6 separate regions of the Mus musculus genome follow, and all the other regions are linked to region 1. Evidence: chromatin contacts called from public promoter capture Hi-C data. All regions are on one chromosome and are shown on one strand. Each heading gives the region's core, a stretch centred on a gene start, on an enhancer-like site or on the middle of the called end of the contact. The rest is flanking DNA. Distances are from core to core; before and after follow the strand shown.

What was found. Promoter capture Hi-C pulls out the DNA fragments that hold promoters and counts their contacts. Capture Hi-C pulls out chosen DNA fragments and counts their contacts.
Region 2: a contact with region 1 is called in a promoter capture Hi-C map of embryonic stem cells. The contact joins the promoter of 4933432I09Rik here to the promoter of Scarf2 in region 1. A contact is called at or near these places in 6 of 39 promoter capture datasets (the C10 cell line, the SN4741 cell line, cranial neural crest and 2 more), 2 of 15 datasets of contacts at CTCF or cohesin (embryonic stem cells and large pre-B cells) and 1 of 115 datasets of contacts at active chromatin or transcription factors (pancreatic cancer cells).
Region 3: a promoter capture Hi-C map of adipose tissue shows a contact between it and region 1. The contact joins the promoter of Pi4ka here to the promoter of Scarf2 in region 1. A contact is called at or near these places in 2 of 39 promoter capture datasets (hippocampal neurons and pre-B cells), 4 of 484 Hi-C or Micro-C datasets (CD8 T cells, cerebral cortex and embryonic stem cells) and 1 of 9 other capture datasets (adipose tissue).
Region 4: a promoter capture Hi-C map of embryonic stem cells shows a contact between it and region 1. The contact joins the promoter of Rtn4r here to the promoter of Scarf2 in region 1. A contact is called at or near these places in 4 of 39 promoter capture datasets (the C10 cell line, embryonic stem cells and liver), 2 of 484 Hi-C or Micro-C datasets (both in embryonic stem cells), 1 of 115 datasets of contacts at active chromatin or transcription factors (embryonic stem cells) and 1 of 9 other capture datasets (adipose tissue).
Region 5: a promoter capture Hi-C map of adipose tissue shows a contact between it and region 1. The contact joins the promoter of Lztr1 here to the promoter of Scarf2 in region 1. A contact is called at or near these places in 2 of 39 promoter capture datasets (cranial neural crest and hippocampal neurons), 1 of 484 Hi-C or Micro-C datasets (CD4 T cells), 3 of 115 datasets of contacts at active chromatin or transcription factors (embryonic forebrain, fetal liver and memory CD8 T cells) and 2 of 9 other capture datasets (adipose tissue and liver).
Region 6: a promoter capture Hi-C map of adipose tissue shows a contact between it and region 1. The contact joins the promoter of Dgcr6 here to the promoter of Scarf2 in region 1. A contact is called at or near these places in 6 of 39 promoter capture datasets (the C10 cell line, cranial neural crest, embryonic stem cells and 1 more), 3 of 115 datasets of contacts at active chromatin or transcription factors (large pre-B cells, pancreatic cancer cells and pro-B cells) and 2 of 9 other capture datasets (adipose tissue and liver).

Annotation. Positions count from the first base shown.
Region 1 is chr16:17,795,173-17,799,310 of GRCm38.p6, forward strand. Scarf2 (scavenger receptor class F, member 2) reads left to right here and starts at 2,110. Exons shown (of 11, transcript NM_153790.3): 1 at 2,110-2,355. The coding sequence starts at 2,207.
Region 2 is chr16:18,211,999-18,216,136 of GRCm38.p6, forward strand. It overlaps 4933432I09Rik (RIKEN cDNA 4933432I09 gene), which reads right to left and starts at 1,865. Exons shown (of 3, transcript NR_015575.1): 1 at 1,839-1,865. It also overlaps a transcript of Ccdc188 not described here.
Region 3 is chr16:17,403,760-17,407,897 of GRCm38.p6, forward strand. It overlaps Pi4ka (phosphatidylinositol 4-kinase alpha), which reads right to left and starts at 2,106. Exons shown (of 55, transcript NM_001373955.1): 1 at 1,875-2,106. The coding sequence starts at 2,039. It overlaps Snap29 (synaptosomal-associated protein 29), which reads left to right and starts at 2,241. Exons shown (of 5, transcript NM_023348.4): 1 at 2,241-2,600. The coding sequence starts at 2,364.
Region 4 is chr16:18,125,480-18,129,617 of GRCm38.p6, forward strand. Rtn4r (reticulon 4 receptor) reads left to right here and starts at 2,163. Exons shown (of 2, transcript NM_022982.3): 1 at 2,163-2,423. The coding sequence starts at 2,402. It overlaps Gm52241, which reads right to left. Exons shown (of 2, transcript XM_030249377.1): 1 at 3,162-4,138; 2 at 2,135-2,728. The coding sequence starts at 3,185. The coding sequence ends at 2,135.
Region 5 is chr16:17,506,644-17,510,781 of GRCm38.p6, forward strand. Lztr1 (leucine-zipper-like transcriptional regulator, 1) reads left to right here and starts at 2,040. Exons shown (of 21, transcript NM_025808.4): 1 at 2,040-2,575; 2 at 2,983-3,045. The coding sequence starts at 2,385. Aifm3 (apoptosis-inducing factor, mitochondrion-associated 3) reads left to right here. Exons shown (of 20, transcript NM_001291070.1): 19 at 256-276; 20 at 484-839. The coding sequence ends at 523.
Region 6 is chr16:18,064,333-18,068,470 of GRCm38.p6, forward strand. Dgcr6 (DiGeorge syndrome critical region gene 6) reads left to right here and starts at 2,071. Exons shown (of 5, transcript NM_001289814.1): 1 at 2,071-2,267; 2 at 2,364-2,524. The coding sequence starts at 2,158.

The DNA of each region.
Region 1 (4,138 bases), core at 860-3,359:
AGCCCTGGGTGTATTAGAACTTGCTTATAGGTAGGAAAAACAGGCTGGCCTCTTAACTCACAAAGCTCCTCCGTCTTTGCCAGCTGCACTCTTGTTTCCTTATGTTGCTCTTGTCAGCAACTGCCACAGCAACAGGAAAAGTGGACAGCATTCAAAGTGGCCACCCACACTTTTCTCAAGAGTCGAACCTGGAAAGTTCAGCTTGTATGTTCAGGTCCCAGGCAGGAGTTTACCCTAGCTTAGGGAGAGGGTAAATGGGGTGTGTGGGTGACACTGGGGAACTCATGTAATGAACATGAAGTCAGGTTGCTATTAGGTTGTGCCCTTCATAGCCATCAAGCATGGGAATTGGTCTATGGGAAGAGGATAGGCTGATGCCATTGGGACGTGGCCCAGCTGAGGCTTCTCCTCAGGTCAGTACTTAGAAAGCCCCAGCTGAACCACGCAACTACAGGAACCTCTGCTTCTAACAGCCTGGGGAGCCTCCTTGGGGAGGCCACTGCTGAGGGCAGGGTTGTACTCACCCTCAGCTTCCCAGAAGTGGTTGGCTTATTTACTTGTTGCTGAGAAGTATTTGCATTTGTGACCACATGGGAAGACTGTTCCTTTTACCCACTCCACCTCTCCCCTGCGCCACCAGCCTAGCCAGGCTGAGAGGGCTGAGGAGAGGCCTGAGGTCCTCCCCTCCCCGCCAGCCTGCTAACATCTATGGCCTTGGGCCTGTCCACTGCTCTGGTTCCGGCTCAGTCCTTCAGGCTCCCTGTCTACACCACCTGTCCCTCATACGCAAGGTGCCCTCTGCCGGCTGCCCAGGAAGATATTGTCTAACCTTTCCCTCAAGTCAGAAGCACACACACCTTGGTGGGACCAGGCTGCCAACAAAGGTGTGTGAACTCCTGCAGTCTGGAGCAGTCTGCCTCAGGGTCTCTCCTGCTTTGTCTTTTCTGGACCCATGCAGCTCCAACCATCTCCTGTCTGACCTAGGCTGTGGTAACCATAAGTACTGTGTTCTGCTCTGCCTGGGTGAAGCCAGTGATTCAAGGCAGGGATGAGAGAAGAGCTTTACTGGTGAGAACAGTAAAGGGTTAACAGAGGGCCCCTGCCCAAGCTGCCTCCTGGCCCAGGGGTCTTATCCTTAAGCTTGTGTAGAGACTTGGAGGAAGGATATCTTTAGCCAAGTCCAAGTCGTCCCTAGGATGGACACTGATTCTGCAGCTCCTTTGACAGGCTTGCTGATGTCATACTAAGGTCAGGCTAGAGGTTCCTGGTAAAGGAAGCTTTCTGACTCCGAAGACTTCTGGTTCTGCTTACATGACAAGGCTCACTTTGACAGCTGTTTAGGGAATGAGGTGCTCAGGAGATCAGGAGACAAAAGTGGGTATGGTAGAGACAGAGCAATCTACTTAGTGGCCCTGGTTGTCCTTATGTAGTAGGGGGGTCTCCATTCTAAGCCTTGATTTCACTCTCTGAACTTCTCCTTCTTAGGAGCCAATAGCCTTCTCAAGCTGAATACATGCCCTGGGCACCCAGTTCCTTCCTACCCCTTGAGAGGACTTCTGAGTTTCAGTTTTCATCTCCAGTGTCCCCTTCCCTGTCTTTACCTCCTCATTATATCAAAGACCATCACTGCTTCCTTCTGTTCCAGGCTTTTTCCTCAGAGAGCTCCTTTCCCTAGGTCTCCAGTTCATTCCCACAGGTCTTTGTCTACATCTTGCATGCTGCAGGAGATCAAGAGATGCTAATGGCACACCATAGAACAACTAGGGGTTCTTAGCTCCAGCCGAAGGCCAGTGTGTGAACCGGGGCCTTCTCCAGGACCCCTTTGCTCCCGGGCCTGGCGGCTCCAGGGCTTCTGACAAGGGGGAGAAAAGGCGCGGACCAGGACTCCTTCACAGGATCCCGCAGCTCCTTCTTCCCGCAGTGCTTCGCCGGCTTCCACCAAGTTCACCCCCGAGTTCGTGCATGGCCAGGTGGGGGCGGGGGCCGAGCAAAGAAGGGGCGGAGGCGCGACCGGAGGGTGGGGTCTGGCGCGCGGGGCGGGCGCTGCCGCCTGGCCGGCCGCGCTGGCCCAGGATCAGGGAGCCGATGTGGAATTTCCTGCCCGGCCCGGCGCCCCTCCTGCCGCCCCCCGCCCGGCCTCGCACTCCGCTTCCGGCCGCCCTTGCCGCGGCCGCACCCGCGCCCACCCGCGCCTGCCCCGCGCCTCATGGAGGGCGCAGGGTCCCGGGGGGCCGGGCCGGCGCGGCGCCAGGGAGCCCGAGGGCTGGGACTGCTGCTGCTGCTCTGGCTGCTGCCCGGTCTCGCGGCGCCCCAGGACTTGAACCCGCGAGGCCGCAACGTGTGCCGCACGCCCGGGTAGGAACTGGGCCTGTCCGAGGCGTGGGCGCGAAGCGGGCTGGGGGTAGCGGCGCCCCATTTCAGTCCGGGCCATCTAGGACCTCCCTAAACTGGTCACGCGAGCCCCTCGGGCCTGCCTCGCGTCTTGGGCTCGGTTCCAGGCCAAGCCTGGGCCCTTAGGCTGCATCCGAGGGCCGGCTGGACCAGAAATCACCTGAGGGGTAATGGAGTACTGTGGGGAGCCCCCAGGGGTACTATGTGGTGTCCAAAATGTCAGGGGAGAAGAGAAAGGAGCTACTCCCTAAGCCAAGCAAGGACACTCGGAGGGGACAGCATGTGCATAGGCTTTAGGAGCCAGTGGCTTGAGCCTGGAGTAGGGGTTTAGAAGGGCGAAGGAGCAACCTTGGGCGAGCTGGGCACTGGGACAGTCGAGACTTGGAAGGACAGATTTGTCTTGGTAGAGCGGGCGCGGGGTGGGAGGAAGATGGTGGTGAAAGTGAGCACGGACAAGGCTACACTCACGGTGGACCAGAAACCGGAGTGCTTGAGGACAATGATGGACGCGCGATGGGGAGGACGTGGGAACCCCTGTTGGCTCCTTGTGGGCGGCCACTGGGTGTACGGAGGTGGGTCTCTGAGAGGATCTTGCTAGGAAAGCCGGTGTGGGACAGGCCCAGCCAGAAAGCAGTGGAGCCCGGAGCTTGCGCGGAGGGTGAAGAGCGACGACGGCTGAGTAGGCGCAGAAGCCGAGGGACCTGTCTGCTCGTCGGAGCCACGACGCAGTCAAGGCATCTCTGCAGAGGCGAGGAACCCACGGTGGGGCGCCTCTGCCAGTGCTGGGGAGGCTGTTTTGGGACTCCAGGCTAGGGTCCCGGGGGGCACCCTGGGTCAAACGGCTCCCCGGGGTGCGAAACGTCAGCTAGGGTTTTGGAGGGTCAAAGTAGACGAGGGCTGCTAGCTGACCGCGCGGTTTCCGAAATCGGGTCGAGAGGACACAGACCACTCCCGGCCGCGAGCCCCGCCTCGGAGGCGGGGGGGGGGGGGGGCGCCTGACTAGCCATCTGCTTCGCATCGCCGCCGCCGCCTCGTCCCGGGCCTCCCCGGCCCCAGGAATGCAGCGGCTGAGGCAGGCGGGGCGGTGCCTAGGGAGGGCGGTCAGCCCGCACCAGGCCTTCTCCTCCTCCGACCGGCTGGCTGGGGGACGGGACTCCAGTGGTGGGTCAAGCTGTTCCGAGCTGGAGTTGGGGAACCCTTGGTCTCCAATATTTCCGCTGGCCGACCTCTCAGGAGGATGTCTGCCTCTGTAACCTACAGCTGCTTTGCCATTATACTCTGGCGGCAGACTGCCCCAGCTGTCTGGATCTGAGCAAATACTTAGATTTTCGGGGTCTGTCTCTATCTCTGTAAAATAGGGTTGCAATAGGCCTCAGCTCTTGGTGCTGGAGATGAGGGTGGATGCCCTGAGTGTGGGTGGAGAGTTTGTGGGAAGAAAGATCTCTGGACTGTGCTCACCCGAAGTCTGGGCCATCCTTTTGGTTACAATGCATGAGGTCCAGCAGAGAGAGGTGCCAGCTCAACCCGTATTCGAGGCCATGCACCTACAGCCTCCAGGCCTGTTAGTGCAAGGTCTCTGCTGCAGAGACCAGTGCCCTGTCTCACAAGTGGTTATGGAGTTGGGAGTGCCTTTTCCTTTAGGGGACACATGCCATGGTGAACACAGACCTACAGGAGAAAAGGAGATAGATCTGCAGGTATTGGGGCACAGTTCATCCTACACCCCTTCCCCCTTCTAGAGGATATC
Region 2 (4,138 bases), core at 615-3,114, 420 kb after region 1:
AAGTCTGGGAACTGCAGTCTACTCCTGCTCTGCCTGCCATCAGCATCGAAGCCAGGAGCCAGCTTTTGGCAGCTTAAAGTGATCTCTCTCATTTGTTCACAGTCCCACTTTAACCTGAGGGTCTTTATGTCATCAGGATACAGAAATAGGCCTTTGGAGTTTATAGCCTGGCACTGTTGCCTGCGCTGACAGGTAGGCCAGTATCTATCAAGAGTGGGGTCAGATAGAATACAACAGGAAAGATAAGAACCCAGGTTCTAGCCCCAGTAAGGTGAACTGGTACTGACCGCCAGGCAGCCCATTCATGCTGACTTTCTGGACACCACTGTCCATCTGGAAGTAACAAGAGACGAGATCTGACTCCTAAGAAAGGAGAGGGTCCTCAGCTTGGGCAGGGGTGCTTACGCTCAGCAGCCTAGTGGAGCACAGCATGGCGGTCAGCAGGCCACCTCCCAGTACAAGGCCTCAGAGCCCCCGACATCCTGAAATGATGGCTGTCTACTGGGACTGTGTCTTTCACAAGGGTTGTCTTTAGCACTCTTACTGTCTTTCTGACTGTTAAAGTTAAAAATACGAGTGGCCAAGAGCACTGACCGCTCTTCCAGAGGCCATGACTTCAAATCCCAGCAACCACACAGTGGCTCACAACCATCTCCAATGGGATCCAGTGCCCTCTTCTGGTGTGTCTAAAGACAGCTACAGTGTACTCACATAAAATAGATAAATCATTTTTTAAAAAAAATATGAGCAGTGGCTTCCAGAGAGTGACCACAGAAGAGAGGAGCAAACAGCCTGTCACCACATACATTCTAGGAGCAGAAAGTCCATGTCCAGTACTGAGCGCCCCATGGGTGTGCCTTTCCTCCAAGAGCTTCAACCTCTGGAGCTGGGAATTCCTAGAAGACCTCAAGGACCCAGCCCACCTAGTGCCCTCTTTGTGGGGATAAGACATGGAGACAGGATTTTACTGTGCATCCTAGGTTGGCCTCAAACTCATGGCAATCCTCCTGCTCTAGCCTTACAAAATCCTGATACACACAAGCATGAAGTAGCATGCCTAGCTCTGAGACCTTCTTTTGCCCACACCATGGTCTCAGGACCCTGCTTGCTCTGCACTCCCCACTCCCTGCAGACTGGAGAAGGCCGAGAAGGTCACACAGCTCTCAGAAACTCATGTCTACTTTGCCAGGAACAGAGAGGCCTAGCAGCCCCTACCTTCTGGCCCTGGGGTGACTTCATCACACAGACCACTTCATCCCTCATCTGCCCCTCTGCCACCTGGAAGGTCACAGGCTGTGACTCAGAGCCAAGTGTCATCTTGCCTCTCTAACAGAGCAAAGGAGAGTTCATGCCTAGGCCATACCCTAGGTCCTGGGTAGGAGATGAAAGGACTGGGCAGAGTCCTGGATGACAGGGTAATAATCCCAAGGCCACTCCAGGAATGCCTGTGAAACCCCAGACACATTCATCCAGGTTCTGTAGGATCCTCTAGTCCTACGCAGGGTGCTTTGGGGCTGCAAGTGGAGAACAGACTAGGTGGGTAAGGGCCAGAAGCCCAGGTTAAAAATACAGAAATGAGAATCTCTCATGGGTGTGGCTGGCTCTATGACTCTGAGTTCTACTCAGGCCCTGTAATGAGCATGGGTCATTGAGTGTCAAGGCCATAGTAAGGAGAGTAGAATCTGCCCATTTAGCCCCTGACTTCATCTCAGGCCAGCTGTAGGCAAGCGGCTCTGGATAACATAGCCTGTCCTCTCTCCTCTCCTCAGCATCCCCTAGGCACCAGCCGGGCTGGGGGGAAGGGTGGTGTGAGTGTGTCTGGATAGCTAGCCCCTTACCACCACTTCAGGCTCCTCAAGGCCATCTGGGTGTCATGGCAACATGGGCAGGAAGCGGCTGCCATGGCAACTGGTGTCCAGGGAAATGCGCTGCCTAGCAACAGGGGCTAGGGCCACTCTAGCTCCTCACAGCACACTCTAGTGTCCCACACTCTCTGTGTGTCTTCGAGTCTGCATCATCCTAGCACTCCCACCCAGTGCAGCCTCGGGGCTCCACACAGACCCTCACCCAACCCAACACACCAATCTGTAGGGTATTTAACATGCTAGCACAGCTCATGCTCATGCGGAACCAGCTACACGGCAGACCTGGGGCTCTTCTCTCCTACTAGACTCCCTCACCTCTCAGGACTCTCTGGAGATCAAGAGCATACAAGGACCGTGGAAAAGGGGGAGGCGTCTTCGGGGCTGTCTGAAAGAAACCAGCCTTCCAGATAGGGCACAGCCCAACAAAGGTAAGGTGATCAGAGAACATTGGGTTTCGGGTTAAGGTAGGCACCTAAGGTCTCAGAACATATGAGCACCTGAAGTGCCCTCAGTCCTTCCACGGCTGCTCAGTAACTGTAGCCCACGCTGAGCACTTGGAGCTGTGACCTGAGGATCCTAGCCTGCAGCCTTTGTGTGGTACTAACAGGACAGCATCCTGAGTATCTACTGGGCCCTTACCAAGTCTGGAGACTCAGAATATAGAACAAAGACACCACGACCACCACTGTCAGCTACTCAGGGCCTTTGCTGAAGCCACCCCATTCCAAAGCCATCCAAGGGCCTTCCTGGGCTCCCACCTCTGAGATCATCATATCCTGGTAACCATGAAACCCCAGAAAGAAACCAACAGGCAGAGGGCTTAGAAGCCCCTCCAGGGACCAGAGTGGGCAGCTTCTGAGTGCCGTAGGGCATGCTGGGGCAATTCCAGGCCTCTCCTCTAGTGTGACTGCCAGCCTCAGTCTGTACTGAGTGTAGAGATGCATCCCATACTGGAAAAATGCAGGACTCCAGCTTGTGTGCCAGCTGGGCCCCACCGGAGCTCTCATTGTAGCGCACACCAGCTCCTCCGCCACAGGTTTCAGTGGCCCCTGATGGGTATTCATTCCAGGTCTGCAAGACAACAGGAGACCGGCCGTTAGTCTGTAAGGGACTTCAGCAAACTGAAAGCGGGACTCAGCTAACTCGGGATACAAGTGGCTGGGAAGCAGGAACTGGCTGCAGACAAGCTTGGACTCCAGTACTGATTATGGCAGCTGTCAACAGAATTCCTTGGCAAACTCCCTAGGTCTCATCATTCCAGATACCAGAGCTGGAGCAGTGATATGCATGGCAAGAGGCCCTCCTGCTTCAACCTGGACCTCCCTATGGTTTAACAGAAAAAAAAAATACCTTTTAGCTTTCTGAACTCCTTCATAAACAGAGATAGAAAAAAAAAAACCCCAAACAGGTTTTTATTTGAAGAGTATCTGCTGGGAAGTGATCAAGAATAAAGGAAAACAGAACCAAAGAACCATAAGGGGAAAAGAAAAAGTCGTCATCAAAAGGTCTTGTCCTTCTCCAAAACCGCTGCATCCTAAAAAAAAAAAAAGAACAGGGTACCTTGAAAAGGAAGAGGCACTGAGGGGCTCACAGTGACCTCCAGCGATGAAAAAGTATGACCAGTGAGATTCAAACTTGTCAAAAAAAAATCCTCATGTGTTACATAATCCTTTGGTCAATTATAGGCAATATGTGCTCCCATAAGAATCATAAGAATGCATAATAGGACGGAGGGGCAGGAGAAGGGGAGCTGTGATGGGGTGTAAAGTAAGTGACTTAATTTTAAAACATCAGTATTCCTCAGACAGACAGACAATATTTAATACCAAGGATGGAAGAATAATTCAGCGGTAGATGCCTGCTTATCATGTGCAAAGCCCTGGGTGTCATGCTCATCACTGCTAAGAAAATGTCACATCAACTACTTATGCTGTTGGCATCATGATATAACATATCCCTCACCGTTGTGCTGGGAGGGCAAGAGTACACCACTGCATGGTCAGTGGAAGACAGTGCGGAGCACGCATACAGAGCCCAGTACTGCAACATGGCAATAAATGCCTGTGCTGACTGCTACCGCACTTATGATAGGACACTTTCATTTAGTTTAGTGTGTTCTTTGTGTTTGTGTTTTTAAAGGGCTTTACTGTAGAATGAATGCAGCTGGGGTAAGCTGTAGCCGCTCTCTGGCCTCTTGTGCTTTGTGCCTCTCCCCAGCACACTACCTTGCTCTTCCTCAGTCTCACACTGTCCCACTCAGCAGCCAAGGAGCA
Region 3 (4,138 bases), core at 856-3,355, 390 kb before region 1:
GGTGTACAGAACACATATGCAGGCAAAACACTCATACACATAAAACAAAAAAGAAGTTTAAAAATACAAGTAATAAGGGAATGTAAATTTAGATGGTCTTACCATTCAAACTCATAGTCTTACACACACACACACACACACACACACACTGCTGTCTTTCCCTGCTTGAGTCAGGATCTTGATATGTTGCCTAAGTTGCACCACAAGTCCTAAACCATCTTTTATTTTTTAATTTAAAAATGTTGGGGGATGGAGAGATGACTCAGCACTTAAAAATACTGACTGCTCTTCCAAAGGTGCTGAGTTCAAATCCCAGCAACCACATAGTGGCTCACAACCATCCATAATGAGATCTGATGCCCTTTTCTGGTGTGTCTGCAAACAGCTACAGCATAATTATATAATAAATAAATAAATCTTCTTAAGATGTTGTTATTATTTATTTGTGCTTGTATGTGCTCATGCATGCAAGTGCCCATGGACACCACAAGAGGACTTTCTGATGCCCTAAAACTGGAGTTACCTTCAAACATTCAAGCAGTCCTAAGCTGCCAGACATGAGTACTGAGATACCAACTCCCTGAGTGAACAACAACTCCTCAGCACCTCTGCGGATACTGGGCTGTTCCTGAGTAGCATGGACTACAGGTGCATGCTACCATGTCCAGTCTGTATTCATTCTTTAGCCAGAAGTCGGGTTGGCATTAGATCTTCCAGAACCTGTTCACCTTGCAGGTAGGTGATACAATCAAGTTTGAAAACTTACAAGGTCAAAGACCAGGTCACTCTGCCTTTCCACTTTTACCCATCAGCGCGCAGGTGCACATGTCACCCAGGTTCTTTCCATCTTTCAGAAAGTTGAATGGACAGACAGCCCCCTCCCTTCAGTGCTAACATACTGTGCTGAGTCTATTTACACATTCCTGGGCGAAAAGCAGCTGACTATTATTGTTCATCCACGTTGTGCCTGGCCTTAATATGTAAACTCATCAAAGCTTCACAGGTTTTATAGATAAGCAAATAGGCTGTTAGCATGCAAGTTTCTTCCTCAAGACTGCACACAGAAATTGTAAATTTAGTCAGCTCTGACTAAAATCTGTCTTCTTCCTATCACAACATCCTTTTGTTGTTGTTTGGTTTTTGGGTTTTTTTTTTCCCCTAAAAGAAAGCGGTTAGCCTCCTTAATCCTGGGGTTCTACCCTTCACCACCCACCCAGTTCACCTCTTATCCCAGGTCCAAGCATATCTTTTATCTTCCAAGATAAGGACTGGCGTGTCTTTCTCTTCTGAAGCAATCCTGAATTTAGTTCTCTGTCTACTAACAGTCCACTGCATATTCCTGCCACTGCATCTTCTCGAAACTCATCATCTTTTGATCCAGTCTAACGCTACCATCTCTTAAATAATAATACGATTTGCATAGCTGTCCTTCTCCACAATCCAGTGAGAAGGGCAAAAAGTGTGTAGGGGAGGAGGGCGTCCCATTTCATGAGAAAGACACCTCTCCAAGGTCATTGAATGAAAACAAAAAATCGGGACCAAAAGCCCGGATTGGACTCTTGGTCCTTGGCTCATCCTACCACGCCTCACAGGCAGTCACGATGCTGCCACAACCCCCGCGCCTGAGATGTCACAGCGGTAGTCCGCCCGCCCACAGCTCACTGCCCTCCCACTCCCACCGGTACCAGACCTCCCAGCGTCCTGTCGACTTCCCGACTCCTCTCTTCACCAGAACCCTCTCCCACCGACCTCCCTACATCGCTGCCACCTCTATTCAGGAGCCCCTCTCTAGTCGCAAGTAGCCTTCTCAGACCCAGCAGCGTCCCGCCGCTTCGCCACCTCAGGCCCCTCCTCCTGTCAGTACGCAGGGTTACCTTCTCCAAGGATGCTGGTCTCTGCACAGCCAGGGAGCGGGCCAGTGAAAGTACTGTGTTGAAATAAAAGCCTCGAGAGGTGCTGGAGCCAGAGCTGGACCCCGAGCCGCCGCCGCCGCCGCCGCCGCCACCGCCGCCTCCTCCCCGGGCCCCAGCAGCCGCCATCACAGCGCACGCCCCGGCGCAGGCGGCTGGGTTCACAGCTCTGGGCTCGCCACCACCGGTCCTTACTGCGCAGGCGCAGAGGCGGCCGACTTCCCGGCCACCTGACCACCTGACTCCTCCCCTCTCCCCTCCCCCGCACTGGGTGGGGCCTGGTCCCCCTCTGCCGCTCCGCCGCCGGGTTGGCTCTGGAGGCGGGGCTCTAGCGCAGTGCTGGCGGAAGTAGTGCGCGCGGCGTCCACAGTGAATCCGCCCGCCGGCGCTGGGCTATCGACTCCTCGCTCAGCAACCCCTCCTGCTTCCTAGGTGCAGGCCGTCTCCCGCACCATGTCTGGCTATCCTAAAAGCTATAATCCTTTCGACGATGACGTGGAAGAGGAAGACACCCGGCCCGCGCCGTGGAAGGACGTCCGCGACCTGCCTGACGGCCCCGACGCGCCCATTGACAGGCAGCAGTACCTGAGACAGGAGGTGTTGCGCAGGGCCGAGGCTACCGCTGCCAGTACCAGCAGGTCCTTGTCTCTCATGTATGAATCGGAGAAGATCGGAGTCGCCTCTTCCGAGGTGAGCCTGGGGCAGAACTGAGCTAAACCGGCCAATCAATGCGTTATAAAAACGGGATGAAGAAATATTTTGTTTACGATCTTTTGGTATTTTTCTAATTGCCTACCGTAAGTTCATGGACATAGTGTAAAGAATTATGTATCAGGATCACCTGATGTTTACCTCTGGAAGCTTCCTTATCTATTATTCTGCGAGGTTAATTTCTCCCTCGCTGCCCTGCCCTCATGTCTAGTTAAAAAGTAAACTCCAAATAATGTTCTGTGTGAGAGTAAAAATGCCAAAGTGCGGCCTGTATTTGGGAAGTAGTGTCTGTTTCATTTACATATAACTTGTTAGGCAGAAGCCTCAAGCTGTTCCTCTCTAGTGGCCCAGTTAAAGTGTGAACTGTGTATGCTTCAAGTGCCAGGTGGTGCCTGAAGTACTGACGCAAAGGGAGCCTGTGTTCTTCTTCTCACATCCTTGACCACTTTTCACCTTTCTAATGGGAATATTTAAGTCCCCTCGCCTGGGCTCCTGCTCAGGAAACCAGATCCTGAATTGAGTCGACTCTTACCTTTGTAGACCGTGTGTTATTGTGACAGCTCTTTCCATCCATAGAAAATTTCAGCAACTAGGAACTTTGCTTTCCTTTAATTTACCTGTATTTGCATATGCACAGTTTAAGGGTGTCCCCTGAAGCCGGAAGAGGGCACCAGGGAATCCCTTGGAGCTGGAGTTGACAGATGGGTGCTGGGAACAGAAATGGTCTTCTGAAACTTCTTTAAGACCTTTTCTTTTTGAGGAGTTCGGCTTGGTGGACAGCCTACCAATGAAGCCCAGGCTGGTCTGGAACTTAGAATTCTTGGTCTCAATCTTTCTGATACTGGGATTTCAGGCATGTACCATCTTCTCCAGCATAAAATAAAGATTATTCCAAGACACCAGATTGCCCCTAAGTCTACTGGCAAAATAGTTGTTTTGGCAGAAGAAGAAATTACTGATATATCAGCCAAGAATAATCTTAAGTATTTTACAGTTTTGAAATGTAATAGTTGAAACAAAATACTGTCTTTCTTTACCAGTCTTCATCTCTGATCTTTGGCAAGTGTTCTCCTCTGGGACTTGGACAGATCTCTGTTGTTTTCTATTGCCACTGTTTGGTATTTTACCTTCTCCTACCTTCCCTGTTGTTGTCTCCCTGACGGCTAATGTATGTTCTGCCTCTAGGAAGTTGTGCTTCTGTGTACTGGATTCTTAATGTTCCACTCCAGATCAATTGGAGTCCTACAGGTCTTGGTGAACAGGTCACTTTGTATTGAGATAAGTGATAAGTTCTCACAATGTAGCCCATAGTAATCCAGATTGGCCTCGAACTCAAGATCCTCTTTCTTCAGCCTCCAGAGGGCTGAGGTCATAGACATTCACCAGATGCCAATGCAGGTAGGTCCTCTTGAAGAACAGAAAGCACTCTGACCTGCTGAGCCATCTCTCCAGCCCCAAAAGAGAACCTATTTTTTTTCTCTCAATCGTATCAATATGTAATTCTGACTGTTCTCCAA
Region 4 (4,138 bases), core at 913-3,412, 330 kb after region 1:
CAGGTTCAACTTCTAGAGAGGAGCACCAAAGTGCAGATGGGAATGGGTATACAAACGACAGGGTGGGTTTGCAGACCACAGCAAAACTGCCTAAGACAATAGATGCCCAGCTCACACTACAGATCTCAGCCCTGCCGTACCTTGTGAGCTGGTAGGGGTGTAGTGTATCCAAGTGTAGTTTCCCTCAGCCTTGAAGCAGGCAGATCCAGACTTTGACCTTGCTGCCACTAAGAAGGAGATTACCTAGGATAGAGCCTTCTGACCTTGATGGCTCTATTTGCTCTTCCTAGCCACGTTCTGAAGACACAAACTGTAGATTGCCTACGGGCTGGCTCCAGGCACCAAGAATGGGCTGGGGGTGGGAATGGGCCTTCCCCCTTATAAGCACACTCTCTTAATAAACTCGAAGGCCTTGATCAGAACATTTGTCTTGGCTTCATTATCTTTTCTCGCAGTCTAAGTCTCTTTCAGCCCCAGCCTGCCTTCCAGAAATACCCAGTTCATGTAAGCCGCGGGAAAACACCAGGGTATCCAGGAGCTCTCTTTCCAGAGTATCCAGTATCTTTGAGCTGGAGAGAATTGTGGCACCAGGAACCTCCATGGTAGCAATGGCTCTCCTTTCCTTCCCACACCTAAACTATGCCCCAGCAATGGGAGAAGGGGTCATAGTCATTACCTCTCTAACGGGCAGCCTGGCCATCGTTAAAAATAGTCGATGGGGGAAGTGCCCTCTCTAAGCCACTGAGCAAAGATGGTAGCCCAGGACTCTAGCCTGGTCTTCAGATTTTCAGCCATGTCCCACGACATGAGGTGGTTGGAGCCACACCAGCCACTGGTGTGGGCACTGCTGGATTCGAGGACACTGGGAGAAAGGTGTTGGTCTAGGCTATAGGCCATGGCCTTCTGCTGGCTCTTTGAAGTTGGCTTTGGGTTATTCATCTGTCACTGGGTGGCCAGCCTCCCATGTGGTGGGGAGTGGAAATGAGAACTTACTGAGTCACATAGGGGTCAATCTGGTGGCACTTGGTGACCAGTATCCAATGAAGAAGTGGCCGTGAGTGCCTGCCCTGCCTTAACCTCATCTCACACATTTCAGTGACCTGAAAAATCCAAGTCAAATGAACAAGGACAACTGGGACAAAGCACACAGAGGTGTGGTTGGGGACACAGCCAGGGCAGGACCGAGCAGTGTAGCTTCCATATATGGCCAGAAAGCCATTCCATTGCAGGCTCTTCAGCGCTCTCCACCCCTGAAGCTTATGCCATACTGGGTGTTCTCTTTCTCTACTGAGACAGGCGGACCATGGGCCCTATCCAGCTCTCTGGCTAGATAATGTGCAGGACAGATACAGACAACGACCTGGCAGCCAGCCGAAGCACCTCTACCACCACCCCACCCCAGAATGCACCTAAGAACTCCAGATAGAGCACCCAAGCAGGAATGGGAGATGGGACATGTTGGGGGGGGGGGTTGCCATTAGGAACATTGGCCTTATATTGATCTGGCTTGGTGGAGGGTGGGTCCAGAGGATTCTTCGGACTTTGTAATCTCCATTGCAAAGGGGAAATGATAGGAGCTTGTGCAGAGGCAGGTGCAGACAAAGCCTGAGTGTCCTTCCTGGGACAGGGAACTACAAAGCTGGAGAGAGCACTACTGCGCTATTACACCTTGCCTCTCAGTTTTCTTACCCAGTCGCCTAGGACAGTTTCGAGCAAAGGGCTTTAAGGGGCAAGCGGAGGCGGGCCATGCAAAGGCCTGCTGCATCTGTCCGATGCCCAGGACTCCCTTCGGGACTCAGCCTGTGCCGCCACGCCCTCGAGCCCGCGCCCACGGCCGGTTCCGGGACGCGGTGCCCGCGGCCGCCTGCAGGGGCCGCCGCCTCTTCAGGAATGCGCCGCCTTTGTCTGGGACCGCGCGTGGCCCGTGCACCGGGTGGCTGAGCGCGTCCTGCCACTTGCACCGCGCTCCGGACACCCTCGCCTCCCCTCCCGTCGCCCGCCCGCTTGCCCTACACCCCGTACCCACCGGTCCGCCCCAGCGCGGCGCGCCCAGGTGAGCGCCCCGCCCGGCGCCAGGCCCCGCCCCGGCCCCGCCCCGCCCGGACCGGCGGGGAGACCGGGCGGATTCCGCGCGTCAAACCACATGATCCCATAAAACATTCATCCTCTCCTGGCCCGCGCTGCGAGCGCCCCGCCAGTCCGCGCCGCCGCCCTCACCCTGTGCGCCCGCAGCCCGCGAGCCCAGCCCGGCCCGGTAGAGCGGAGCGCCGGAGCCTCGTCCCGCGGCCGGGCCGGGACCGGGCCGGAGCAGCGGCGCCTGGATGCGGACCCGGCCGCGCGCAGACGGGCGCCCGCCCCGAAGCCGCTTCCAGTGCCCGACGCGCCCCGCTCGACCCCGAAGATGAAGAGGGCGTCCTCCGGAGGTGAGTGTCAGCGCCGCTCCGGAGACAGGCTGCAGCGGGGCGGGGCGGGGGGGACGCAGGGCATGGCTCACGCTGCCAGAGATGGAGCCGGGTCGCCGGTCGCTCCCGAGGGCCACCGCAGTGCCACGCCGCGCGCTGGCCGCTAGCAACTGGGCCCTGGGAGGGCGGAGCCCGCGGCAGCCGCAAAAGTTGCGGCTTTGCGGGAAAGTTGACAGCGACGGCGGGGCCAGGGATGGAGGGTACGAGGTTCCAGATGTTGGACCAGGGCCGGGTGGAGACTGAGGGCTGGAAGGGCGGGGTCCCACCTGAGAGCGCAAAGGCGGCGAATGGGTTAATGAGCGGGTTTGCAGAAACGTGGGCACCGGACCGAGATGGGGTCTGCCCAGCGAACCCTGCTCAGAAGCTGTTTCTTTGGGGTCAAACGGAGTAGGGATGAATACGGGTGTCAGCAGCAGCAGAGGGCGTGGGGGACAGGGCGATCCCAGAGCTATCTCTGGAGCAGGTAGAGAGGAGAACACACACACACACACACACACACACACACACACACGCAAGGCAATGTCTCCTCCTCGGAGATCGGGAGAGCTCCTGAGAGTGAGCGGCTCCATTGAGGGGCGTTGGTGCTCGAAACACCCCCTCCTTGGCAGCCCTGTGGGATTCCCTCCTCCCATCCGGTTGCAAAGCCCCCACAGTAGGGGCAAGGGAGGATGGGCTTCATGCAGGTTGGACATGCCTTACCTGGAGAATCTGGGGTGAACACATTGCCTTCCCCAGGTGCCCACCCTATCTACCCTGCTGATGTCCATGGTGCCGCAGGCTGCACACACGTTTCTTTGCACGTGTCTACATGGGCTACATACAGCCTTGCACACCTCCAGTGCACATGCATACCAAATCTGCCCTAGTGTGCACATGCACATAAATGCTATAAGCACATCCCTGTACTCGGGTGCATAGCTCTGTCCTCACTCCTGCCTACACACCTATGACCATACATGCATTTATGCAGCCTGCCTGCTGCGATCTTCATGCTTAGCACATGGTGGGGCCCCTTAACAAGACCCACTCCCATGGAGACACACTTGGATTTTGATTAGGGATGCTCCGGGCAGCTGGACCCAGACAGAGGGACAAGTCCTGGAGTCTCCTTCACAGTGCTTGAGTCTGTGTGTGCAAGTACGTGTGTGTAATGTGGTATATATCTGCACATACATGATTGTGTGCATGACCATGGGTGCCTTTAAACATATCTTCATGTTTCCGTTTGTCTCAGAGTGTGGGTGCCCTTGTGTACATAGGTGGGCTATGCCTATACCCAAATCTGGATCAAAAGCCTTCAGAATGTATTTAGGGGTTTTGTTCAGTGTCTCCAGCCCAGGCTGTGAGATGCAGAGTCTACCAGCTGCTCTCCCACCAGCCAGAGTTGGGGCAATGGTGGTCTATGGTGGGCTGGAATCTACCTGGGCAGGGAAAATCTATTTCCCAGCTTGAGGTCACCACTGTGATAAAGGGTCTGACCCTGGACACACTTGGCTGCCTCTGCAGTTCCACCAACTAGGGCATCCAACCCAGCATGGTCCCCCGAGAGGCCCTGCCTTTAGCACATTAGCTATTCCCCGGGGGTGACCTTCTGGTTAGCAGCTCTGTGCTGCTCACCTAGCTCAGGTGTTGTATGGGGTCACACCTGGCCACTCCCTTCACTAAGCCCCAGGCCT
Region 5 (4,138 bases), core at 790-3,289, 290 kb before region 1:
CATCCACAGAGAAGTGGGGTGGTTACATGACATCTGGGAAGCAGTGGACATGAGCCATTACCATCATCCCAGCACAGTGCCAGTGAGTCCCCAGTAGCTTAACCTGTGTACAGAGAACTTCCCAGGACCAGAGACAGGCCAGAGGTGACTGATGGCTATGTGTCGGGGTAAATCCTAGAGTGGAAGACTCAGAGTGGATCTGATAAATGATATACTTTCTTTGGCCTTCTGTTTTTCCCTCTTGCCTTCGAAAAGGTTGTTTATGCTACACAGCAAGTACGTGCATTGTTTCTTGTTGACTGTTCTCAGCCTTTCTTCCCCAGCCCAATGACTGAACCCTCCCACCTTGCCCAAGTCCATTACCTACGGGGCTTTGACACAGATCAGTCTCTGCTGCTGTATTCAAGAATCATTGGCTCATGGTGCCTAGAGTGGGGAACCTGTCCTCTTCTGCCCTGACCCATCCTCCTCTCATTCCTGCAGAACCGGTGACATGTCTTGGCTCACAGGAAAAGGATCCTGAGCTCTCCTGTGGTGGACTTGGGCAGGCCTCTGGGGTACCAAGGTCAGAGACCAAGTCCTGGGGCAAGTGCCAACTCCAATTTCCCAGGATCCCTCACTGTGGAATCTGAGTCCTCCAAGGCTTGCCTTGACCTGTCTGCCTCGCCTCCAGCCAGGCTACCACAGCCTCCAGAAGATGGTCCATTCCTAATGCCTCAGCTGTCACTGACAGCTGGGTGTAGAGGCAGGACAGGCTCTGCCTTGGTTTCCTCTACTAGGACGATTTTCCCAGCAAGCCCCTTCAACATTACCTTAAAATTAAAACGCATGTCTCAGCAGAACTGTGTCCTAGTGTAATTGGGCCGACACTTAGAGCCAGGCATGATGTGACACATCTGTAATAGTGGCACTCAGGACAGAGGCAGGAGGGTTAGAAGTCTCAGTCTTTTGTTTTTTTTTTTTAAAAAAGCTTCACAAGCCAGAGACAGCTTTTGTATTTGTCCACTTAAGAGAGGTGGGAGCTGGGTCCTGCAGACTCCATGCTGCCACAGAAACCTGAGCTCAGACCAGGAGGTGGTGGCGCACACCTTTAATCCCAGTGCCCGGGAGGCAGAGGCAGGCAGATCTCTGAATTCAAGACCAACCTAATCTACAGAGTGAGTTCCAGGACAGCCAGAGCTACACAGAGAAACCCTGTCTGAAATAAAACAAAATGAAAATCACCTCATTGTTATTAACTCACAAATACACTCTGCTAGATTGCAGTAGTCACTCAAAAACCTATCCAGTTGCATTCTGTATATCTCTAGGTTTTGTTTTTGTACAGTTAGGATAGCCATTGTGAAGCTGCTCTTGACTTTTACTATTTTACATTTATAAGCTCTTACCAAAAAAATATGAAACTAGACCAACTGACATTATATCCATTTCACTACATGTGTCCCTTTTGCCTGAACTTCCTGAATCATTTCACGGGTGATTCAGCTGGCAGCAGACTACAAATAAAACACACACACACACACACAAATTGTGGTGTAGCCTAGTGGCAGAGTGCATGCTGATCAAATCCTAGGTTCAAAACCCACAGCAAAACAGAGAAAGGGGCTGGAGACATGGCTCAGTGGTTAAGAGCACCAGCTGCTCTTCTGAAGGTCATGAGTTCAAATCCCAGTAACCACATGGTGGCTCACAACCATCCGTAATGAGATCTGACGCCCTCTTCTGGTGCATCTGAAGACAGCTACAGTGTACTTAGATATAATAATAAATAAATCTTTTAAAAAAAGAGAGAGAAGGAGGGGGAGGAAGAGAGAGGAGAGAAATAAATGAAGATACTGCTCTCAACTGAGAACCCAGAGGTGCCCCGCCATCGAGAGTCCCAGACAAGAATGCCAAGAGAGAGCAGAGGGGGAGCAGTGAAGATCAGGTTTGGGGAGCACAAACAGAAGGTGGACAATTGAGCAGCTCGCTTGCAAGTCCGAAACCTCATCCTGGAGGAGGGCGGGGGGATCTTCCGGGAGACAGCAAAGCCCGACTACAAGGCATGCCGGGAGCGTGTAGCTCGCCGCTGCCTTGAGAATGTCAGTGGTTTACTATGGTCTGAGTGCGTATCCTGAAAGAGGAAACCCAAATCGAGACTTGGCCAGAAATACTTTCCAGAATGTGATGTGCTCGATATACGATAATGCGAGGAGCCGGGCTGCCAGGTTCCTCGATAGCGAGCCGCGTCGCGGGAAGCGCGAGGTTTGTCGGGAGGCCCGACAAACCGGCCGGAAGTGCTACACCAGCGGCGCAGGGCTCTCTGGGAAGTGTAGTCCTTTGGCTCTGCCCGGGCGGTGGCCGTGAGTCCTGCAACCTGGCGGCCTATCCAGCCTGAACAAGGGATGGCTGGCTCCGGAGGCCCCATTGGGTCCGGGGCCTTGACAGGAGGGGTACGCTCCAAGGTGGCTCCGAGCGTGGACTTTGACCACAGCTGCTCAGACAGTGTCGAGTACCTGACGCTCAACTTTGGACCCTTCGAAACAGTGCATCGCTGGCGGCGCCTCCCGCCCTGTGACGAATTCGTGGGCGCCCGGTACGACAGTGTACAGGGATCCTGAAGGCACTGGTAGTAGGGACGAGAGCTGGTCTTAGGACGGGCTGTAGGGACGAAATCCCGTGTGATGTCTTGGAGTATAGATTGGTCGTTCCCAAAGCTGAGTTCCCAGGGAACAGCACCGTAGTGATTCTAGGCAGGGTACCAGACTTGTGTTTCTGAGGATCCTGTTTGGGTCCCTGAGCTGTGAGGTATGAGTGGGAAGTCTGAAGCGTCCCCGATGTATGTCCTTGCTGTCTGAAGAACTGAAGGATCTCTATAGATCTTAGCAGTTGAGAGGCTTTGTCCAAACTTATGTGGTAGCAACCATGTGTGTAGTCCCATTTCTTGGGTGCCAGCTGGGAGAGTTCCGGTCTCACCACCCTTCACCCCTTCTTTCTTTCTAGGCGCAGCAAGCACACAGTCGTGGCATATAAGGATGCCATCTATGTGTTTGGTGGAGACAACGGGTGAGTTTGCCTGTTTTGATGGAAGTGGTGGCAGGGGATGATGACAGAGAGAGACAGAGGATGGGAGTCATTAGCTATGCCTTGTGAGCCTCTGTTTCGCCATCTGTGTGGTGCTTTGCCCTTGATTCCCATGTTACGGTGAGGAAGACCCTACCCCTAAAGCCCTTTTATCCAGCATTCAAACGGCAGCCTGTGCTAGGTTCATGGAGATATCCTTGTGTTGAAAGAGGAGACAGCTTTGGAAGAAACATGCTAGCCCTACTGGCACTTTTCTTCTTTCCCTACACTTCTCTCTAGGCTTTGCCCAAATTTTTGTTTTGTAACATCTCTTATGGGGGGAGGGGCGCAAATGTGGAGATCAGACAACAGCTAGCAGGAATCATCTTTCTCCTTGTATGGGTACCAGGGCTTGAAGTCAGGTTGCAAGACATGGTGGCAAGTCTTGTTGAGTCATCTCACTACCTCTAAAACAGTTTTATTGATGCTGTACACACATTTGGTGGAGATTTCCCTGTGTTGCTTTAACCTCCTGGAAAATAATATTCCTGGAAATGACCTAGTAAGCACATCTCCATGCACATAGACTTCCACCAAGTAAGCTGAGGTTATGTGTTTACATATGACTCCCTCCTCTCAGGCCTAGAACCTGGCCTAAAGCCCAGAACAGGCACTATAGCCTTGGTCCTGTAGACTACATGAGGTAGCTGACCTAGAGCAAGTGAGATTTTTCAGGTCTATTAAGACATACAAACTTGGCCATGACTGTCTGGGATTTTAGCTCATTTCCACAGCCTCTTTCTCCAAGAGCAGTTGGGGATTCATGTACAACTGCACATCAGAGTGCGCGTTAATTGGTTCACAGTCCTGAATGCCTCTGTCTTCTTTGTCCTAATAGGAGGGTATGGCCTGCTTGTTAGTGCTGTCCTGTCTGTTTGATGACCTTGTCCCCATCCTTGTTGCCTAGCCATTTGCAATGTTGTTCCTTCCCTTCCACACTTCTGTCCTCTTCTAATGTTCTTTTGGGTGAGGCCTTGTGCCCTCTTATCTCTTTTAAGTGCCACTTGCCCCTGGTGTTGGCCGAGATCCATTTCCT
Region 6 (4,138 bases), core at 821-3,320, 270 kb after region 1:
ACAGCACAGTGCTCTCTAGTCTCCTCTGGGTCACTGTGGAGAATCATTACGTAATATGGCAGTCTCCATCCATCCTCCCAGCTGTCATACGATGTCTTACATGATTTAGTGACATGATATGTCAGAGGCATGTATCTTCCATTAGCTGTCATGTGATATCACAGATGGCATGGTACCATGGTTGCTCTAGCCTTCATCCTTCTCAGCTGTCATAGGCTGTAATATGTGGCCTACGGGACATTGTGGGGTACACACTAATACTATGTGTTTCAGGCATGTGTCCCTGTTTAGGATCTGTTTGTATCCTAATTGGTGTGCTAAAAAGATGTTCAAGGATTGCTCACACTCCAATATCCAGAGTTGAGTATGTGAACAATTAATGACTTTCTTTTGGAGCCAGGGTCTACTGCATCTCAGGCCAGCCTGGAACTCACTATGTAGCCAAAGATGCCCCTGCGCATCCGACCATGCCTACAATTCCTGAGTACTGGAATCACAGACATGCGCCACCATGCCTGGTTTCTGTGATACTGCACATAGAACCCCACTGCATCTTGAATGCTAGGCAACGCTCTACCAACTAAGCTACATCCCCAGCTGCAGATCGTGACTTTTAAATGTCTGATTTAAATGATTCACCATAATTTGGTATACTGTCAACATTAAATTACAGTTACTTTGGAGTATATTTATTCATGCAAATTATTTCTCCATGCACAGGTGTTTCAGAGGCTTTTCTATTGCTGCGAGGACACCATGAACAAGGCAACTTACAGAAGGGTTTGTTGGGGGTCTTACAGCTTCAGAAGGTGACTCCAGGACCACCATGGTAGAGAGCATGGCACCAGCCAGGTAGGCAGGTATGGCCCTGGGGAAGTAGCTGATAGCTTATATCTTAATTCAAAAGCATGAGGTGGTGCTGGTAGTGATGAGACAAGAGAAAGAGACAGACAGACAGACAGACAGACAGACAGACACACTCACACAGAGAGACAGAGAGTCAGAAAGAGACAGACAGAGACACAGAGAGAGAGAGAGACAAAGAGAGACACAGAGACAGAGGTAGAGAGACATACAGAGACAGACATACAGAGACAGACAGACAGACAGAGAATGTATGGATGGTGTATGTTTTAAAATCTCAAAACCAGCCCTCAGTGACACTCTTTCTCCAATAAAGCCACACCTCCTAATCCTTCCTTAGTAATTCCACCAACTGGGGACCAAGTTTCCAAATATCTGAGGCTATGGGGTCATTTGCATTCAAACTTCACAAGGTTTCTTCACTGTAATTTATGTTACCCAGATCTGAATTCACTACTTCAGAGCTTATCGTGGCAAAAGGGAAAACAAAAAGAAAGTAACCAGGATGATTCAACAGAGTTATATTTTTAAAATAGTAATAAAAGGGAAAAAGATGGCACATCAGGGAATGTAATTTTTATTTAAAAAAACGCTGTAGGAAGGTGTCATTTCTCTTATTCATGCTGCAAACTAAATTATGAATGTGGACACTGTCAGGGGCTGGGGCTGGCTCAGTAGGTAAAGGACTGTTGAGCCAGCATGAATTCAACTTCACAAGACTCTTTTCTCATCTACTCTCCACTTCCAGGCAGTCGCTGAGGTTTCCTTGTGGGGGTGGGGTATCCTTTAACGCTAATAAAATTGTCCTAAAGTCTTTTATTAATGAGAATAAGAACCCTAAAGAGAAGCTGGCTCTCCTCCGTACTGTTTTCCTGAGGTCCCCCAGGGTGGATCACAACCCGCTGGGAGTGTCCAGCTTCCAGTGGCCTCAGTCTGCGCACACTAGGCGCAGGCCAGACTGGCTTCTTTAAAACACCCAGCAGGCCAGAGTTGCTTCTTTAAAACACCAGAATGCAGAGCCCTGGGCGCGCACCTCCAAGGTCAGCACCACTTGGGAGCTCAGCGAGCCCCTATTTCTTCTCCCTAGGACAAAGCGCTTACAAGCAGTCTCCCTGGTGGGTGGAGCGCGTCTTATTGTGCCTGACGCACCACGGTGAACGGCCGGAGACCGACCGGAGGGGCGGGGCGCATGCGTCGTTCGCGCTGGAGAATGACGTGAGGGGGCGGGGCGCGCCGGGGCACCCTAGGAGACCGAGTAGAGGGGCGGCGGGGGACCGCGCGGTAAACCGCGCGATGGACCGCTATGCGGCCGCCGGGGATGAGGCGGCGGATCGGGCCCGGCAGCAGGAGCGGCACTACCAGCTGCTGTCAGCACTACAGAGCCTGGTCAAGGAGCTGCCCAGGTGCGCGGCGACGGGCGGCGGGAGGACCGGGGCCGGGGCCGGGGCCGGAGCCGGGGCCAGGGCCGCGGCCGCGCTCACCCGGCGATCTACCCGCAGCTCCTTTCAGCAGCGCCTGTCCTACACCACGCTCAGCGACTTGGCCCTGGCGCTGCTCGACGGAACGGTGTTTGAAATCGTGCAGGGTCTTCTGGAGATTCAGCACCTCACTGAGAAGAGCCTCTACAACCAGAGACTGCGGCTGCAGAACGAACACCGAGGTGCAGGGGGCGACGGGACCTTCCCTAGGGCGTCCCTAGCCGCGGGAGCCTCGGGTCAGGGGGTGCAGAGCCATGCTGATCCTTTTAGTCTGCTGTCCAGAAACTTCTTACTCGCGTTCCCTAGAGTACCCACATCCTCCTAGGCTTGATGGACCTCGCTGCTTGTAGGTCTGTTGATAGCTGTGTGCTACCACAGAGATAATCCATTATTCCAGCACCTTCCCATTGAGTATCAGGCTTGATCACCTCCTCCTATAAATTATACTAGGCATCTTCCGTTGTACCATCAGATCTCCTTTCCATTTTATTTGTTCAAGCTTGACTCGGTTCAAACATTTTAGGAAAGAATAGTGTGACGATGTCCCCATGCTACGTTATAGATCTTTGGGCTTTGTTATTGCTTTGGATTTTGAAACTGAGGACTGAACCCAGGGCTTCTCACCTGCTAAGCAGGTTTTCTATATTGGGCTACATTTACATGCAAACATACTCTGCCTTTCTGGCAATGCCTGTGTGCTGCCAGACAGGATTTTCCCATTAGAGATAGGTGTTGGATTTTGTTGAAATCTTTTGCAGTTCCTGTGGAGATGATCAGATGGTTTTGCTGTTACTCTCGTGAGACATTGATTTCTAAATCCCAGAAAGGAATTGTATTCTAGGAATGCATCTTGTAATATTTGTGTGGGGATGAAGGTAATGCCTCAGAATGTGTTGAGAAGTCTCTTGTTCTCCGAGAGCTTTAGTTCTTCACCAAATGTTTGAGTGGCTGTGCTTTTTCTTTTTTTTTTTTTTTTTTTTAATAATTTTTTTTTTTAGATTTATTTATTTATTATATGTAAGTACACTGTAGCTGTCTTCAGACACACCAGAAGAGGGCGTCAGATCTTGTTACGGATGGTTGTGAGCCACCATGTGGTTGCTGGGACTTGAACTCCGGACCTTTGGAAGAGCAGTCGGGTGCTCTTACCCACTGAGCCATCTCACCAGCCCGGCTGTGCTTTTCTTTATTCTTTTTAATGTTTTGATGGAGGTATGTGGTATATCTAGTTCACAAGCCTAAAGTACACGACTAAGTTCATTCTTTTCCATTTTGGTTTTCCGAGACTGTTCCTCTGTGTTGTCTAGAGCTGGCTGTCCTGTCTCAGCCTCTCCAGTGGTGAAATTCCAAGTCTGGGCCAGGCCCTACCTTGCTCATCCTTTCCAGTAAGCAGGAGGAGGCTTTGTTCCTTCTGTTGCTTCCACCATTCTTCCAGCACTTGCTTCCATCACCAGGAAGGAAAGACACCACTGACTTCTTCTTCCCCTGATTTCACTGTGGAGCTGCTCATCATCCTATAGAGCCCTTTTGGGTGGGATGTTCTTGGTACCTGCTTCAAGCCTTTGCTAGTTGTCTTTCAGAAGGCTTGAACTAGGCTGATACACCTGGCAGTGAGTGCCTCTGCTGCCTTCAGCCAGATACAGAAGGTGGTGGCTGGCATGGGCCACCTTGCTGTCCTTGGACATTACCATGGCCAGGTCCCTAGTGAGCAGGGAGCCAGTGTGGACTCTGGGAACTGACCTGGGATGTTCTGCAGTATTGGATAAGTGGACTGAAGGAGATGATGTCTCACACAT